Linked DNA regions of Vulpes vulpes: region 2 is linked to region 1. A link is a contact called in public Hi-C data. All regions are on one chromosome and are shown on one strand. Each heading gives the region's core, a stretch centred on a gene start, on an enhancer-like site or on the middle of the called end of the contact. The rest is flanking DNA. Distances are from core to core; before and after follow the strand shown. Region 1 holds the start of TRIP10 (thyroid hormone receptor interactor 10). Region 2 holds the start of TNFSF9 (TNF superfamily member 9).

What was found. Hi-C and Micro-C count contacts between places; a contact is called where the count stands out from the background.
Region 2: a contact with region 1 is called in a Hi-C map of skeletal muscle, with 2.5 times the contacts expected there. The contact joins the promoter of TNFSF9 here to the promoter of TRIP10 in region 1. A contact is called at or near these places in 2 of 3 Hi-C or Micro-C datasets (both in skeletal muscle).

Annotation. Positions count from the first base shown.
Region 1 is chr9:104,962,179-104,969,579 of VulVul3, reverse strand. It overlaps TRIP10 (thyroid hormone receptor interactor 10), which reads left to right and starts at 4,526. Exons shown (of 15, transcript XM_072721635.1): 1 at 4,526-4,655; 2 at 5,836-5,951; 3 at 6,036-6,092; 4 at 6,975-7,122; 5 at 7,199-7,261. The coding sequence starts at 4,632. LOC112911829 (a long non-coding RNA gene) reads right to left here and starts at 7,096. Exons shown (of 3, transcript XR_003233434.2): 1 at 6,970-7,096; 2 at 6,411-6,557; 3 at 5,763-5,880. GPR108 (G protein-coupled receptor 108) reads right to left here and starts at 2,484. Exons shown (of 18, transcript XM_072721636.1): 1 at 2,213-2,484; 2 at 1,495-1,614; 3 at 619-669; 4 at 336-418. The coding sequence starts at 2,332.
Region 2 is chr9:105,090,159-105,097,559 of VulVul3, reverse strand. TNFSF9 (TNF superfamily member 9) reads left to right here and starts at 4,204. Exons shown (of 3, transcript XM_072721638.1): 1 at 4,204-4,461; 2 at 4,943-4,973; 3 at 5,968-7,401. The coding sequence starts at 4,216. The coding sequence ends at 6,464.

The DNA.
Region 1 (7,401 bases), core at 3,277-5,776:
CTCTTTCTCTCTGTATGACTATCATAAATAAATAAAATTAAAAAAAAAAATTTAAAAAAAAAAAAGACGGCTGCCCCACCAGTGACCATCACTTTCTGCAACGCTGACTTATTCCACGTAAGTGCATTATTTAAAATGAAAATGCATCTATAGACAGGCTACACGGTATTGTTGGACTCTGGTTCTTGGGCCTCAGTTTTTTCTTTCAGAATGGGGGATAATGTCAGCATCAAGAGTCGACGAGTTAACACCTGTGAAAGCTCACAGGATGCTCCCTGGGACATATGACACATTCAACAAGTATGAATGATGGAGCCCCCGACCCATCAACATACCGCAGATCCTTGGTGTTGATGAGGAAGAGAACCAGGAGGTTGCTACTGTTTTTCCGGAGAGGACAGTCGTGGGGGTTCGGGGTCTGGGGAGTGCGTAGGAGGGTGTCTTGGTTACCGCCTCCCTAGCCCAGCCCCACCCTGTCCCCTCCCCATCTACCTTGCAAGGGAGGGTCACTTCTTGCTCCCCTCCCTGCGAGAAAGAACAGGGGCCCTTGGCTCCTGATGTAAAGGACAGACATCCCAGGCCCTCCTCACCCCCTCCACCATCTCCTCCTCCACTCACTGAGTAGGATCGAATGCTGCCAGACTGAACCCGAGTCAGACTGAACCCCACCTGGCAGGTGGAAAGAAAAGGGGAGGAAATGAGGGATTGCGCAGGGACCTCCCCAAGCCACCTCTTTTAGCAGCAAGCAAAACATCATCTCAAATGTACTGAACACCTACTGTGTGCTAGGTCCCACAGTCACTCGTGGAATCTTCCAACAACCTGTCCTGCCCCGGGGCCCCTCATACTCTTAGCTCCTAACCATCCTGTGCCTCTCAACTTGGATGTCACTTCCTGCAGGGGCAGGTCCTCTGGACCTAGCCCACCTTGTTTTCACTCAATTAAAATGTTAATGTAATAAAGAAGTAAAAATAGATAAAATGTTGATGGCCTCCAGCCTTGACCTGTGGAATCCGGCACACGTGGGTTTGCATCCAGGCGCTGAGGCTCTGAGCAAGGCACATACCTCTGAGCTTGTGTGAACATCTGTCAAGGTGGGTTTACAGGTGTAACATTTGCACAGCATCCCTGAGAGGTGGCTGTGAGAGAACGGACCCGTGGAAAGTGCTTTGCCTGATTACCTGGTACTCAGTGGGCATTCAAAAAAAAAAAAAATTGCTGGCTACTCGTTCCGACTGCGGGAACTGGGGATACCTTGTGCATTGGTGTGCCCTCCCTCCACCAACCCCCGCTCAGGGTTGCACATATTGCACGAGGTCTTATTATTCCCATGTTACAGATGAGGAGGACACGGAGGCTCAGAGAGGCCAATGGATTTGCCCAAAATCCCACGGATGAGAGGCTGAGCCACCTCTCATCGTGGTGGTGGTGCTGGTGGTGGTGGGACACTTGTGCACCTCGCCCTCCTCCAGCAAAGTCCTCAAAGCCCCTCACCAGCGGGGTCTTCTCTTCTGTCTCCCGGAGGCCCAGCCGCAGGAGGCTCAGGTCCACCTCCAGGGAGCCATTGGCGTAGAAGCCGAAGCTGTTCAGCGGGATCTCGGCTCGCTTCTCCCCCTGCCGGAGACCAAGGAGGCAGAGGCAGCTCAGACCTCTCCCCACCAGCCCCGCCCCACGGCTCTGGCGCGAGGTGGCAACAGAACAGGGTGGCCCCAGCTCCTCCAGCCGCTGCTCTGCGAGTCCAGGAAGGGCACCTGGAAGTCTGGGCAGTGGGTGAGCACCACCCCAAAAGCGGAGTTCTTCATCTTGGCGTGCGGAGCCCCGACCTCCCAGACAAGTGTGCAGCTCCCAAGATCCCAGCGAGTGCCCAGGGGACCCGGTTCTACAAGCCCCGGGGACTCCCCCAGGGCCCCAGCGCCCCAGAGGGACCCCGAGGATGCACACACAGGACTAAAAGCTGGGGCTCCCGGGGAGGTGAAGTCCTACCCCCTAGTGGGTGGGGCATGAGCCTAGCGGGGGCGGCCTCGCAGCCGCGAGCGAGGACCGAGGGGGACTCCTCGGACGAGACCACTCGGGGCCTGGAAGCGGGGGGGGCGGCGGACCGCTCCATCCCGCGTAAGCAGAGGGGGAGGTAGGACGAGACCACTCCAAACCAGGGGCTTCCTGGGGACAGAACTGCGCCCCCCACCGCCGCCCGCCGCGCGGAGGGACTCACCGTCAGCGCCAGCCGGTGGATGCGCCCAGAGCAGCTGTCCAGGAGCAGCAGCAGCAGTAGCCGCTGCCCCCACTCCGCGGGGCTCCGGCGGGCGAGCCCCCTCCTCTCGCTCACTGCCATCTCTGGAGCCGCCACCTCCCCCGACACCGCCTCTGACGCCCCCACCCGCCGACGGGTGAGCCAATCGCCGCACGGCGGGGGCCGTCCCTCCGGCGCGTCCAGCGCGCCCAGCCAATCAGCCGCCGCTTCCTCGGAAATCCGCACCGTCCCCCTCGCACGACGCCAAATGGACATCGCGAGCTCCGAATGGGCTGCTGACGCTACTTAACCCCGCCTCCGCCGTCACCAATCACTAGGGAGACTGTGCTGATGTCATTGGCTCAACAGTCCACCTAACCAGTTCTGCGGGATCCGACATCCCGCCCTTGGAGCGGAATTCCTCCACCCACGCCCAACTGAAGATCGGTCCAGGACTACATTACCCAGAATGCAGGGAGACCAGACAGCGCAACAGGGCATTCAAAAACTACATTTCCCAATATCCCTCAGGACGGACTTCCCCTCTTTACCCTGAGGAGGTGGCTCCCAGCCAGAGCACTGGCTTTTGGTAAACAGGCACGTCTGCGGAGGCCTGTCCTGTTCTAATCTTGCTGATCCAGGAAAGGCCGAAACCTAGCCCCAGGCTCAATCTTGACCCTAGGATGACCTATGACCCTGGGCTGAATTCCAGCCTTAGGCGGAGACTCTTCGAACCCTAGAGTGAGGCAACTAGAAGCCCACCCACAGATCCCAAGCTGGAGGTGTCGTCGGGGACGGGGGGCTGAACACACCAACTCCGGGCTGAGTCCTTAGCTGCAACTGAGCCCGGACAATCAACCTGAAATCCAGACTTCCCCACTCCCTTCCGACCCTCGACCTACCCTGAGCCTGAGCGTTAATCTCTCTGGTTGAGCCCTCCCAACCTGGACGGAGCCCTGACCCCAGACGAGGCCTGACCGCTGGACCGTAGTTTGAGGCCAGGAACCCCTAGTGGGTTGCTGACCCCTCCGCTAAGCTGACCCCAGGTTGAGATCCTGTCCCAACTGTGGTGCCGACTTGGAACGAATCCCAATTCCAATTTGAGTTTGAGGCCAGTGTGGAGACTCCAATATCAGGCTAAGCGGCTGAGGGCAGAACTCACGCTGAGCCCCTGACTCAGCTGGTCCCCCAAACCCTGGAGCACAGCCCACTTTGCAACAGGAGGTTTTCTAGCTCAGAAGTCACCAGCAGGTGGGGCCAGGTCCCCACAGAGCCATCTGTCCCAGGATTTCAGGCCTATGTCCCCTGGGCTCCTGGGGCTCTCCTCCTGGAAGCCCAGAGGCTTGGGGCCTAACTTGTGCCCCAGGGGCTCCGGGGCGTCTGTCACCTCCGTTGGCACTAAGGACTAAAGGCAGGGGAGGATGAGGGTGGGAGCTGCAGGGTTCTCTACCCTGTCATCTCAGTGCCTTAAGGAGATTAATGAGGTGTGAACAGGCATTTATGAGGGAAGTGACAGACTTCTGTGCCCCCAGGGCCCGAGTGTCTGGAGGGAGAGGTGGAGTCGGAACCGGGGTCTGGACAGTGAAACCTGATTGGGTCTAAACGGATGCGCCTGGAAAATGGGCAGGTGGAAGCGCGAACTGGATGAGGGCCGAGGAAAGACCTGGGCCCGGTGCCCCAAGGACAGCCCGTCCTCAGTTTCCCGGCGCAGACTTGGGGAGGAGGGAGAAGGCAGGATGCGGTGGGGGTGCTAATGGACCGGGCCTTGGCGGAGGCACGCGTTCTGGGCAGGATCGAAGTCCTCCCATCCGCCCTGTGGCCGGAGGGAACCAGACCATTAGTGGGCCGAGCATAGATGTCTGGAGCCGGGCCGGCCCGCAAGAGCCCGGTGACCTCAGGTTCTCCCAGCGACGGCGGGAGGGGGGGCGGGGGGGCGGTGCGGGAAGGGGTGGCTGGTGGTGGGGGAAGGACCTCTCGGGTTGGGGTTTTAATGTCTTGGCCCTTTATTAAGGAATGGTTGAAGGAAAGAGAAAACAACAGTCCCGGGAGACTTAGGGGTGGGGAGGATAGGAGGGGTCCGGGGGATTTGGGAAATGGATGGGGGTCCTTTAAGGGGTCGGTCCAGTGGCGTCTAGTGGCCACTTTCCTTTAAGAGGGGGCGGGGCGTCCGTTGGGCCCCGCCTCCTCCGGGGGTCCCGCCTTTAGGGCGCTGTTCGGGCCTCCGCGCAGATGGGGGCGTGGCAGGGCCTGCGGGGGCGTGGCCGAGCCTGGAGGGGGCGGGGCCTGGCGGGCTGGGCCGGGCGCGCCGCTGCAGGCTGAGTCTCCCGGCGGCGGGCGGCGGGCGGCGGGGACCGGGCGCGGCGGCGGCGGCGGCGGCGGCGGCGGCTTCGGCGGGAGCAGCATGGATTGGGGCACCGAGCTGTGGGTGAGTCCGATCGGCCCGGCTTCCAAGTTTCTCCTTTTCTGGAGTTCGGATCCCTCCTCCTCCTTGCTCCTGCACGACCTTAGCGGGGGCTCGGCGCTTCCCCCTTGGGAGACCCCCGGAGTCCCCGCTTTCCGCCCTCCCTCGGACTTTCCCAGGGCGTTTCAGGACGCCCGGGGCGAAGGGCGACCTTGCAGCCGCGGAGTCGGGAAACTGAGCGCGGGGTTCCGAGTGAGGAGGGCAGGCGTCCCGGGACCAGGCCGGGGCGGCCGGGCGAGGTCACCTATTTTGAGCACCCTGGCTGGGCCGGCGGCTTATCTTACGGCCCCTGGGTCCCTGCCCGCAGCCCGCCTGTCCGGCTTGGGCGGGGGAGGGGACCCTGTGGCCACTTCCAAGCCCACGTGGGACCTGGAAGTTCCGACCGCCTTTCGGAGGCTCCAATCAACACCTTGGGGCTTGGGTCGCGCTGGGGGGGAGGGGGCTGCTTGGCTTGGCCTCGCAGCCCCCTCCCCCATCCCGCCCCAGGCACTGGGAGGGGCCGCCCCCAGGCTGCTTCTGACCTCTGCTCTGGAAGCCCCAGAAATTTCCCCTGATCCTAGCCCGGACCTCTGACCCCTCCTTTTTATGGGGGCGGTGGCTCCCTGGGTTCCTGGATGCAGAGGGGGTAACCAGATTCCTTCCCCCACAACTCTGGAATTTCTTTCGGAGGTGCAGTGGGGTCAGTGGGGGAAACGGAGTCCCGTGTGTGCGGGGGACCCCGGGAAGCATGGCGACCCGGGAACACGGAGCCTGGCCCCTGGACATTCTGGGGCCCCCCGAGCTGCGGCGAATCCTGCCCCTCTGGTCCTGACTCACGCCGGGCCGGCCGGATTTTCCGGAATCTTGGGAGGGGGGATTAGGGGAGCCGGGGCAGGGGGGAGTGGCCCTGCCCCATTCCACGCCCCGCTTGGCGGTCTGGAGGCCGGGACCCCGTAGTCCGGCCGGGGCCCCGCCCCTGTTCCCTGGCCCTTCCCGGGAAGGGGAGGGGGTTCCCGCCGGTTTCCTGCCTCCCCCCGCGCCGCGCCGGGGCGGGGCCGGGAAGCCACACCTTCTCCCAGCTCAGAGCCCTGAGGCTTCTCAGGCGCCTGGTCCGCGGGCGGTGGGGTCCCAACGTCTCGATCCCGAATCCTCCGCCCGCTTCCAGGATCAGTTTGAGGTGCTCGAGCGTCACACGCAGTGGGGCCTGGACCTGTTGGACAGATATGTGAAATTCGTGAAAGAGCGGACCGAGGTGGAGCAGGCTTATGCAAAGCAACTGAGGTGAGACCCTAGGGGGGACCCGCCTGGGGCTTGGGGAAGCTGTTGGAGGGCTGGGGGCTCAGCCTTTCTGCCTCTCTCCATTAGGAGCCTGGTGAAAAAATACCTGCCCAAGAGACCTGCCAAGGATGACCCAGAATCCAAGTAAGGATGGAGAGGAATTGCCAGGCTAGATTTGGGGGCGCCTGGGGAGCGTGTGTGTTGGTCTTACTTCCTCTCCCCCAGCTAGGCGGTAAGGCCCTCACCTTTTGCTTCATTTCCCACCTAGAGGAATGAGCGTGGATGGAGAACCTGGATCAGGATCACCTGTGCTGGAATCGAAATCCCGTTATTTTCCAGCCCCACGACTCTGGGCAATTGACTTGAGTTTTCCATTTGCCTCTCCTATTGAGCGGGGCTCCGGCACTCACTCAACAAGTGACTCTGGGTCATTGATTTATGTTTTGTGCCTGTTTTCCTCACCTGTGAAACGGGATGATGATGATGATCTTGTAGGGCTCATGCAGAGAATAACAGATCTTGCACTGAAGCAGTGCCTAGCCCATAGTTTGTCCAACATAGGAGGATTTCGCTTTTTGCCACATCCCCAGTTCCAGAATCCAAAGAGCTCTAGAAGTGAAAAAATTGTTCTGGTAGCTTGTGTGGCAGCAGCCTCTGACCTGACTTCACGTTCATCACGTCCGTGGGTTTTATTCTTCTTACTGTGAATAGTAATACCTCTCGCTGCAAAAATATTTATGGTGTTCGGTTCAGGATGCTGCCCCTGACCCCACTGGGGTGCTGCATAAAAGATGGTATAAGCATTATATCCCCTTTCTGAACCTGAAAAGTTCTGAGTTCCAAAATGCATCCCACTGAAGGGTTTGGGGTAAGGGATATGGACCAGAATTTATGGTTGCTTCCAGGAGGAATGTGTTGGGGCTTTCCCGTTCCCATATGGAGGTGGGTCCTAGGGCATCTGGCTTCCCTGGGTGGCGGGGGTGGCCTCCTGACCCTGGCTTGCTGCCCCTGCCCATCTTACCCTAGGTTCAGCCAGCAGCAGTCCTTTGTGCAGATTCTTCAGGAGGTGAATGACTTTGCGGGCCAGCGCGAGCTGGTGGCTGAGAACCTCAGCGTCCGTGTGTGTCTCGAGCTGGCCAAGTACTCACAGGAGATGAAACAGGAGAGAAAGATGGTGAGTGATCCCCTCTCTGGGTCTTGAGGACTGCTACCTCGACCCAGGTGAGCCTAACCATCTCCGTTTTGCACAGCACTTTCAGGAAGGCCGTCGGGCTCAGCAGCAGCTGGAAAGTGGCTTCAAGCAGCTGGAGAATGTGAGTCTGGGGGCGTGGAGAAGGGTGCCTCTGGCCCTAAGGAGCTGGCTGAGGGTTGCTGATCCATGGAACTGCCTGCATTGTCTGGCCTGGGGCCCCTCTGTCCCATGGGTTCCCAGCATGCCCGTTGCCCTGCATTT
Region 2 (7,401 bases), core at 2,955-5,454, 130 kb before region 1:
CTCACCCAGGGCTGAGGAGACTGGAACCCAGCTTTTCCAGAGACTTGGCTAACTTGTACAATACGGTTCCCCCTTCTGTGTCTCTTTCCCCCTTCGACACATGTTAACATTGTTGTGGCTCAAGACCACCTCTATTCGATTTCCGTCTTTCCTTCCTTTTTTTTCTTCTTTTCTCATTTATACACCCCCGTTGGGTCCCTCGCTCACTTGCTTGTTCTCTCGCTTGTGTACTTACTCAGCAAACATCACTAAGGTTTTCTGTTAGGCTTTGCCTCTGCCCTGGGGAAGATAGAGGATGGAGGCCAGCCAGAAGTTCACCCTGGGGGGGAGGCCAGGGCTCCGGAGCAATGTGGGACCCAGGGAAAAGGAGATGGATTTTGCTAGGAAAAATCAAAGCACACCTCCTGGAAGGAGGTACCTTCACTGGGCCTCACAAGGGGGAAGAGAAGGTGCCCCTCCCTCTAACTACTTCCTGCCCAGTCCCTACAGCTGGTAAGGGTGAGGATTCGGGTCCTACCCTTAGAGGTGAGGAAAGCGGCCCACGCCCACCTGGGGGGAGACGGCTGAACATAGAGGTGCAACTCCACTGAACGTGGGGTGCTAGCAGGGTGATGCTGAGAGCCTCGTGATGCACAGGGCTGCCTGGCTCAGATGTCCCGACCACAGCAGCACGTCATGGCACTCCCTGGCTGTGGCCTGAGCCTTCCCCGAGCTGCCAGGCCTTGTTTCCCGTCCCTGAGGGGGAGTTTAGAGAAGTCTGCCAAGCTCCTTGGTGTAAAGAGTTTGGAACAGTCACCGTGAGTCACTGAGGCTAAGTGATTTCAACTCTTCGTGTCTGCATCCATCTATTGGGGATGAAATTGTGCTGGGCTTGCGGAAGATCCAGAGATCATAGGATGCCAGTAAATGTTACTGAACATTTACTGCGTGCCTGGCACACCTCACGACAAGCTCTCCGCCACCCTTTGAGACCTACTATTATTCCCACTTCACATAGATGAAAAATGAGGCTCAGCCTGCCCAAGATCTCAGGCAAGACATTTGGGAGCTGAAGTTCAAGATCTTAGAGCAGAGGCAGCAACTTTTTTTTTTCTTTTCTTTCTTTATTTTTTTTTTAAAGATTTTATTTATTTATTCATGAGAGACACACAGAGAGAGAGGCAGAGACACAGGCAGAGGGAGAAGAAGGCTCCATGCAGGGAGCCCGATCCTGGGTCTCCAGGACCGCTAAGCCACCAGGGCTGCCCTTTTTTTTTTTCTTCTGAAATGGACTAGAGAGAGTAAATACCTGGGCCTTTGTGGGCCAGTCTCATGCAACACTCAACTCTGCCATCGTCCCCCCGCAGAAACGGCCACAGAAACCATGCAAATGAATGAGCACGGCCGTGTGCCTGTAGGGCTTTATTTGTGGACACCAAAATTTGAATTTCATATCACCACACATGCCACACATTCTTCTTTTGACTTTTCCCAGTCACTTAAAAACAGAAACAAAAAAATGTGTAGTCGGTAGACTGTACTCTGTGGACCTCTGGAGCCTGTGCTGGGAACTGTCATGCTGTACTCCAGTCATTCGTTCCGTGAGTATTACTGAGGCTGGCCGTTTCCTGGGCACTGGCAGAAGGGCCACAGGGCAGATGGAGATGGCACTCTTTAGGAGATCACAGCCTCCTGGGCAGAACAAGCAAGGAAGCAAACCAACCAGGATACTCCAGATAGTGGATATGCTACTAAGGAAATCCCCACGGGGTGATATAACCATATAACCGGACCCAGGGCAGGACATTTGCATTTGGGACCTCGGAGAAAGGCACCCTCAGCGGAGGCAATCCCTGGCTGCTGTGGGGGCAGAGCTTCGTAATAAACAGGCTGTGGTCCAAGGCCCTGTGAGCTTCTTGGAGGGGCGATGCCATCGGGAGAGGACCTTTTGGCCTCAGTATTGGTAAATCTGTCTCCCTGGTTGGTCAGATTCCCAGGGGTCTTTTACTGTCCCATCTCCCCAGTCCTGGGTGCTGAGTGGGGGCGAGGGCTGAGGTGGGGAAATTTCAGCTCCTGCGTTCACGGTCACAGGTTTGTTTACCACTCTGGTTTCCGGCCCGATTCTTCTGCCCTCAGCTGTCCTTTCTGCTCTCTGGGGGGGTGGGGGTGGTGGGGGTGGTGGTGGTGGAGGGAAGCAACAATAGAAACAGGCTGTCTTTCTGCCCTGCTGGGGAGAAAAGCCGGTGTCTCTTTTGGGAATCTACTTGTGGCAAACTCCTCGATTTTAGCTGCCACCCACCACATTCTCTTTTCCAGTCGGCGGTGGGTCACCCACTGCCGAGCAGCCTTGGGGGCTGGTGAGGGTGGAATTCCGCTACGGAGATTATATTTGGCTTCCCACCGGGCTGGCTAACAATTTTGGTTCGGTTTTCAAAACAATCGCTTAGCTGTCATGGGAGTGGGGTTTCAGGAAAGAGTGATGCAAGTAGAGCCCGGTGCTTGGCTCATCCTCTCTGCCCAGAGTGACGTCGGAACCGAAAGTGCCACAGAACATTCCAGCCAGAGGGATGGCAGGTGCGAAGGAAAGACCCTGGTACAATGCGGTGGCATCTCTAACTTAGGCGAGCACCAGAGTCATCTGGAGGGCTCATCCACACACTGATTCCTGGGCTTCTGCTCCCAGAGTGTCAATAGGCCTAGTTTGTGGTGCTAGAATTTGCATAACTAACGAATCCCCAGGTGCTGCTGCTACCACTTGTTAGCTGGTTCTGCGTCACATCTTATGAACCGCTCAGATACCGGAAGCTTTTAGCACCTGTGCACCAACACCAGCCAGCATCACCACTCTTTTCTTACCCTAATTCCCCAAGGAGGCCCAATACAACAAAATAGAAAGCAAGGGAGCCATCCCATACCTTTATGGGTGAACCCAAAACCCCCCCTGCATTTCCCCGAGGCCTTTGCAGCCCTGCGATCCCTTGCTCGCTGGCCAGGGGCAAGGGAGCCCTGGAGAGGGTAGAAGAGCCAGTGTCCACCCGGCGGGTCCCCGCAGAGCAGGGCTACTTGAGGAGGCCAGGGCTTTTCCAGGGCTGCCCATCTCTCAAGACACAATCGCTTCCTCTTTTGGATCCGAGTTTTCGCCCCTGCTCTGCGCCTCCTCCCACCCCGCCTCCACCAGCAGAGAGTGAACGGGAAATTTGAGTTTCCTCTGCTTTAGCCAAGACTGTCCCTTCCCTACAAGGGGGATTTCTCTACCTGGACTCTCCAGCCTTCTGCTTGTGGGGTCCAGAAGGGGCCCCTGACGGGAAGCGTCCAGATGGGTGGGTGGAGGCAAGCCTGGGAAGACCCCAGGGCTCCTGGGGAAGGTGAGGGAAGGTGGGGGGAGGGCTGAGCCTGCCACTCAGGGTTCCACTGGGGGAGCTTATGCTCTAGGGAAGGGGGCTGAGGCCTGGCTGTTCCTTGCCCCTTCTGCAGATACGCTGGAATTAGGGGAGTGCTGGGGGAGCCCTAGTGCGGGGTTGGGGAGGGCGGCTAGAGTGGCAAGAAGGAAGGGAAAGAGGGGGAGACTAAGAAACTAAATCAGAGTCAGAGACATAGAGAGACAGGGAGAGATACAGAGAGACAGAGACAGACGCACAGAAATACCGAGGCCGAGGGGCACCTGGGTGGCTCAGTGGTTGAGCATCTGCCTTTGGCTCAGGGCGTGATCCAGGGTCCTGGGATTGAGTCGCACATCGGGGCCCCCGCAGGGAGCCTGCTTCTCCCTCTGCCTCTGCCTCTCTCTGTGTCTCTCATGAATACGTAAATAAAACCTCAAAGAAAAAAAAGTAATACCAAGGCCAAGAGATGGAAAGGTTCTCTGAGACCTCCTCCAGCGACAGTCCACAGAGTCGGGGGACAGATTAAGAGCGAGAAGGGCCCAGAGACCAGAGGCCATGCGGGTTACACAGGGACCCCCAGAGCGACATAACCCGGGGGCGGAGAGGCATAACCCAGGAGACACAGGAGGGACAGAGCTAGGGACAAAGAGGAAACGGCGGGGCGGGCGGAGCAGGGCGCCCAGGGAGGTGGAAAGTGGAGAGATTCAGAGAAGAGAAAGTTTAGGGAAACTTCAAGCGGAAGGCGGAGAGGGCCGGGCGCAGGGATCCCCACGCGCCCCGCCCCGGAAAACGCGGCTTCCGGAGCTGCTATAAAGCGCGGGGCCCCGGGCCGGGCTGCAGCCGCCCGCCGCCGGCCATGCGCCCCCGCAGCGACGCCGCCCCGGACCCCGAGGCCCCGCGGCCGCCCGCGCCCCCCGGCCGCGCCTGCAGCCCGCTGCCCTGGGCGCTGAGCGCCGCGATGCTGCTGCTCGCCGGCACCTGCGCCGCCTGCGCGCTCCGCGCCTGGGTGGTCCCCGGGCCCCGGCTCCCCGCGCTCCCCGCGCTCCCCGCGCTCCCCGCGCCCCTGCCGGACGCCGGCGCCCGCCTCCCCGACTCCCCGCAGGTGAGAGGCGCCCGGAGCCCCTTCTCCCCCTCGAGAGCACCCCTTCTCTATTGAGGGCCTCGGGGCGGGGCCCCCCCGTGAGACTCCCCTGCGCATCCCGGGCCCCGCAGCGTATCCCGCTCCATCGCGGACCGGCGCCTCTTCTTTATCCCCGAGCCGCGGCGGGAGCTCGCGCTTCTTTGCAAACTGCCGGAGATCAGTTGGCCCTGGGCTCCCGGGGTCTCCCCCTCTCCCTCCCGAGGGCGCCTGGAGGGAACCTCCCCTCTTTCGTCTGCGGAATCACGAGGTTCCGTCCTTGTTCCTGCCCCAGGGCTGGGGCAGGGCGAGCCACCCGCGCCGGCAGTGCGCGTACGCTTGTGCCTTCGTTGGAGCGCGGGGGAGGGCTCAAGGCCCGCCAGACCCCGGGGACCCCCACTTTCCGGGGGGCTGCGGCGACGCCACGGGGGCCTCCATCCACTTTCCGCCTGTCCTCTCTCCGCAGGCCGTGTTCGCGCAGCTGGTGGCCCGAGATGGTGAGTGTCCCGCGGTCACTCCGCCTGGGCGCACGCGGCGGGGCTGGCGGGCGGGGGTGGCCGCAGGCGGAGGAGCCCCGGGACAGGGAGGCCTCCGCGCCCTCCATCTCGTCCTCTTCCGTTCCTCTCCAAAAGCTGTCCCCTCGCCTCTTTAAGCCCGCTCTGCCTTGCTGGTCTTCCCATGGCCCTCTCAGGGTGTCGGCTTTTCCTCCTCTGACCCCCAAATATACGTGTCTCAGGCTCCCCCCCTCACCCACCTGGGGCTTGATCCCACAGATCCCACCTGCCCCTGTCTCTCCGGCTGGGCTCTGGGAGGTGCGGCGGGGGGGGGGGGGCCCTCCTCCCACCCCCCGTTGCCGGTTTTGGAGACCTCCTGCTAACTCCTTTCCTCTTCCAGACTCCTCCTCCCCACCCCTGCCCCTCTGTCTTCTCCCCCTTCCTGAGACTCTCTTTCCTCCCTCTGTGTCCCCTCTGGGCTCCCTCTGGGCTTTGCCACCTCCCCCAGTCCCCTCGCGTCTCTCGCCTCTCGCCAGGCTCCTTCCTTCCCTCCCTCCTGAGCTCTCCCCAGTCTGACTGCCCCTCCCATCTTTTGGCATTGTACCCCCTCCCAGTGCTTCCTTCTACTTTCCTCACCCTGGCTCCCCATGCCCTCCTCCCTCCCCTTACCCCCCTACCCTCCACACACCCTCCATCTCTACCCCCCACCCTAACCCTGAACCCCCACCCCCTACCCCTCCACCTCTACCCCACCCCCAGCCCTGAACCCTCCACCCCCTCACCCCCCTACCCCTCCACCCCCATGCCCACCCCTTTGCACTTTCTCCTCCGTGGAAGTCCTGTCCTCCCTCCTTCCCTTGCATCGCCAACCTCACCTCCCTCTTCCTTCTGAGACCTCTGTCCCTCTCCAGCTCAGAGCCCCAGCACCCCTCCCCTGGGCTGCACCCTGGCTCCACAGCCCAGCTCAAGGAACCTCCCTCTCTTCTTCCTCCCTCAGTACAGCTGAAGGAAGGACCCCTGCGCTGGTACAGTGACCCGGGCCTGGCAGGTGTATTCCTGGGGCCGGGACTGAGTTATGACCAGCGCACTCGGGAGCTGATGGTGGCGGAACCAGGGCTCTACTATGTTTTCTTGCACCTGAAGCTGCAGCGGGTAATGTCCAGCACGGGCTCTGGCTCTGTCTCTGCTGCCCTGCACCTGCAGCCACTTGGCACCGAGGCTGCAGCCCTGGACCTGACCTTGGACCTGCCTCCACCATCCTCGGAGGCCCATGACTCAGCAGCTGGTTTCCGGGGCAGCCTGCTGCACCTGGACGCAGGCCAGCGCCTCCGTGTTCACTTGCGAGCTGAGGCAGGGGCCCACCCTGCCTGGCAGCTGGCACAAGGTGCCACGATCTTGGGCCTCTTCAGAGTGGCCACCAAAGTCCCCACTGGACTCCCCTCGTCATGGCCCATGGACACGGGGCCTGGGTCCCCGCCCCTGGATGGAGAATGAATGCTGCCTTCTTTTATTGGGGCTCTTGGTGATGCCTCGCTACTCTACCTCACCTGGCTTGGCAGGGGTCCCCGCTGCTGATCCCCTCCTCGAGGACTCTCCAAGTCACTCTCCCATTCCTGCCCCCAGTTGAACTTTGGGTATTTATTCTGAGCCTGAGCTCAACAGTGTACTTTATATTAATCCATTCAATGTATATTTATTGAACATCTGCTGTATGTAAGGCCCGCTACAGGGCTGGAGAAACATCAGCAAACAAAACAGATAAAAAAAAAACTTTATTTATGTTAATATGTGAGAAATAAAGACTCATCCCCAGACCTGCTATGGCATTCAAGGCGCTAGTCTTCAGGGGTCTGTGTGACTATGCTGTGTGAGCATCATTCATGAAAGTTGTTTTGAGCATCTCCTGTGTGTCAGGCACTGTTTTAGGTGTTGAAGACACAGCTGTGAACAAGACAGGTAGCCCAGCGTTTTGCCAAGCTGGCAGTCAGGTATGCCTGCTTGACACTAGGACTATGATTGTGCGTGACCCTGTGTGACCGGACCACATGGGAGACTGTGAGATGGTGTGTGGTACTGGATTATACGATACTTAGAAACTTCCTGACTACAAAGTATTGAGCCTCTGCTGTATGCCAGACAGCGTGAGTTATCTCATTTGAGACCTAACTACCCTATGCTTCGGGGACTTCATTCCGGTTTTGTTCTTCTCTATGCTGGTGACGACCTGTTTGTATCTGCGTGGCGGAAGTACTGTGTAACGCCGTCCTGCAGGACCTTGCTTGCCAACTCTGTTCAGTGACCTCATGCTGGGAACTTAAAATCGTCCAGGGGCATCTGCAAATGTTCTGGGTTGACTTCATGTATTGTGTGTAGATCATTTATTTAAGACAGCGATGGGGAAATTGTGGATTAAACATGTAGATTAAACTTG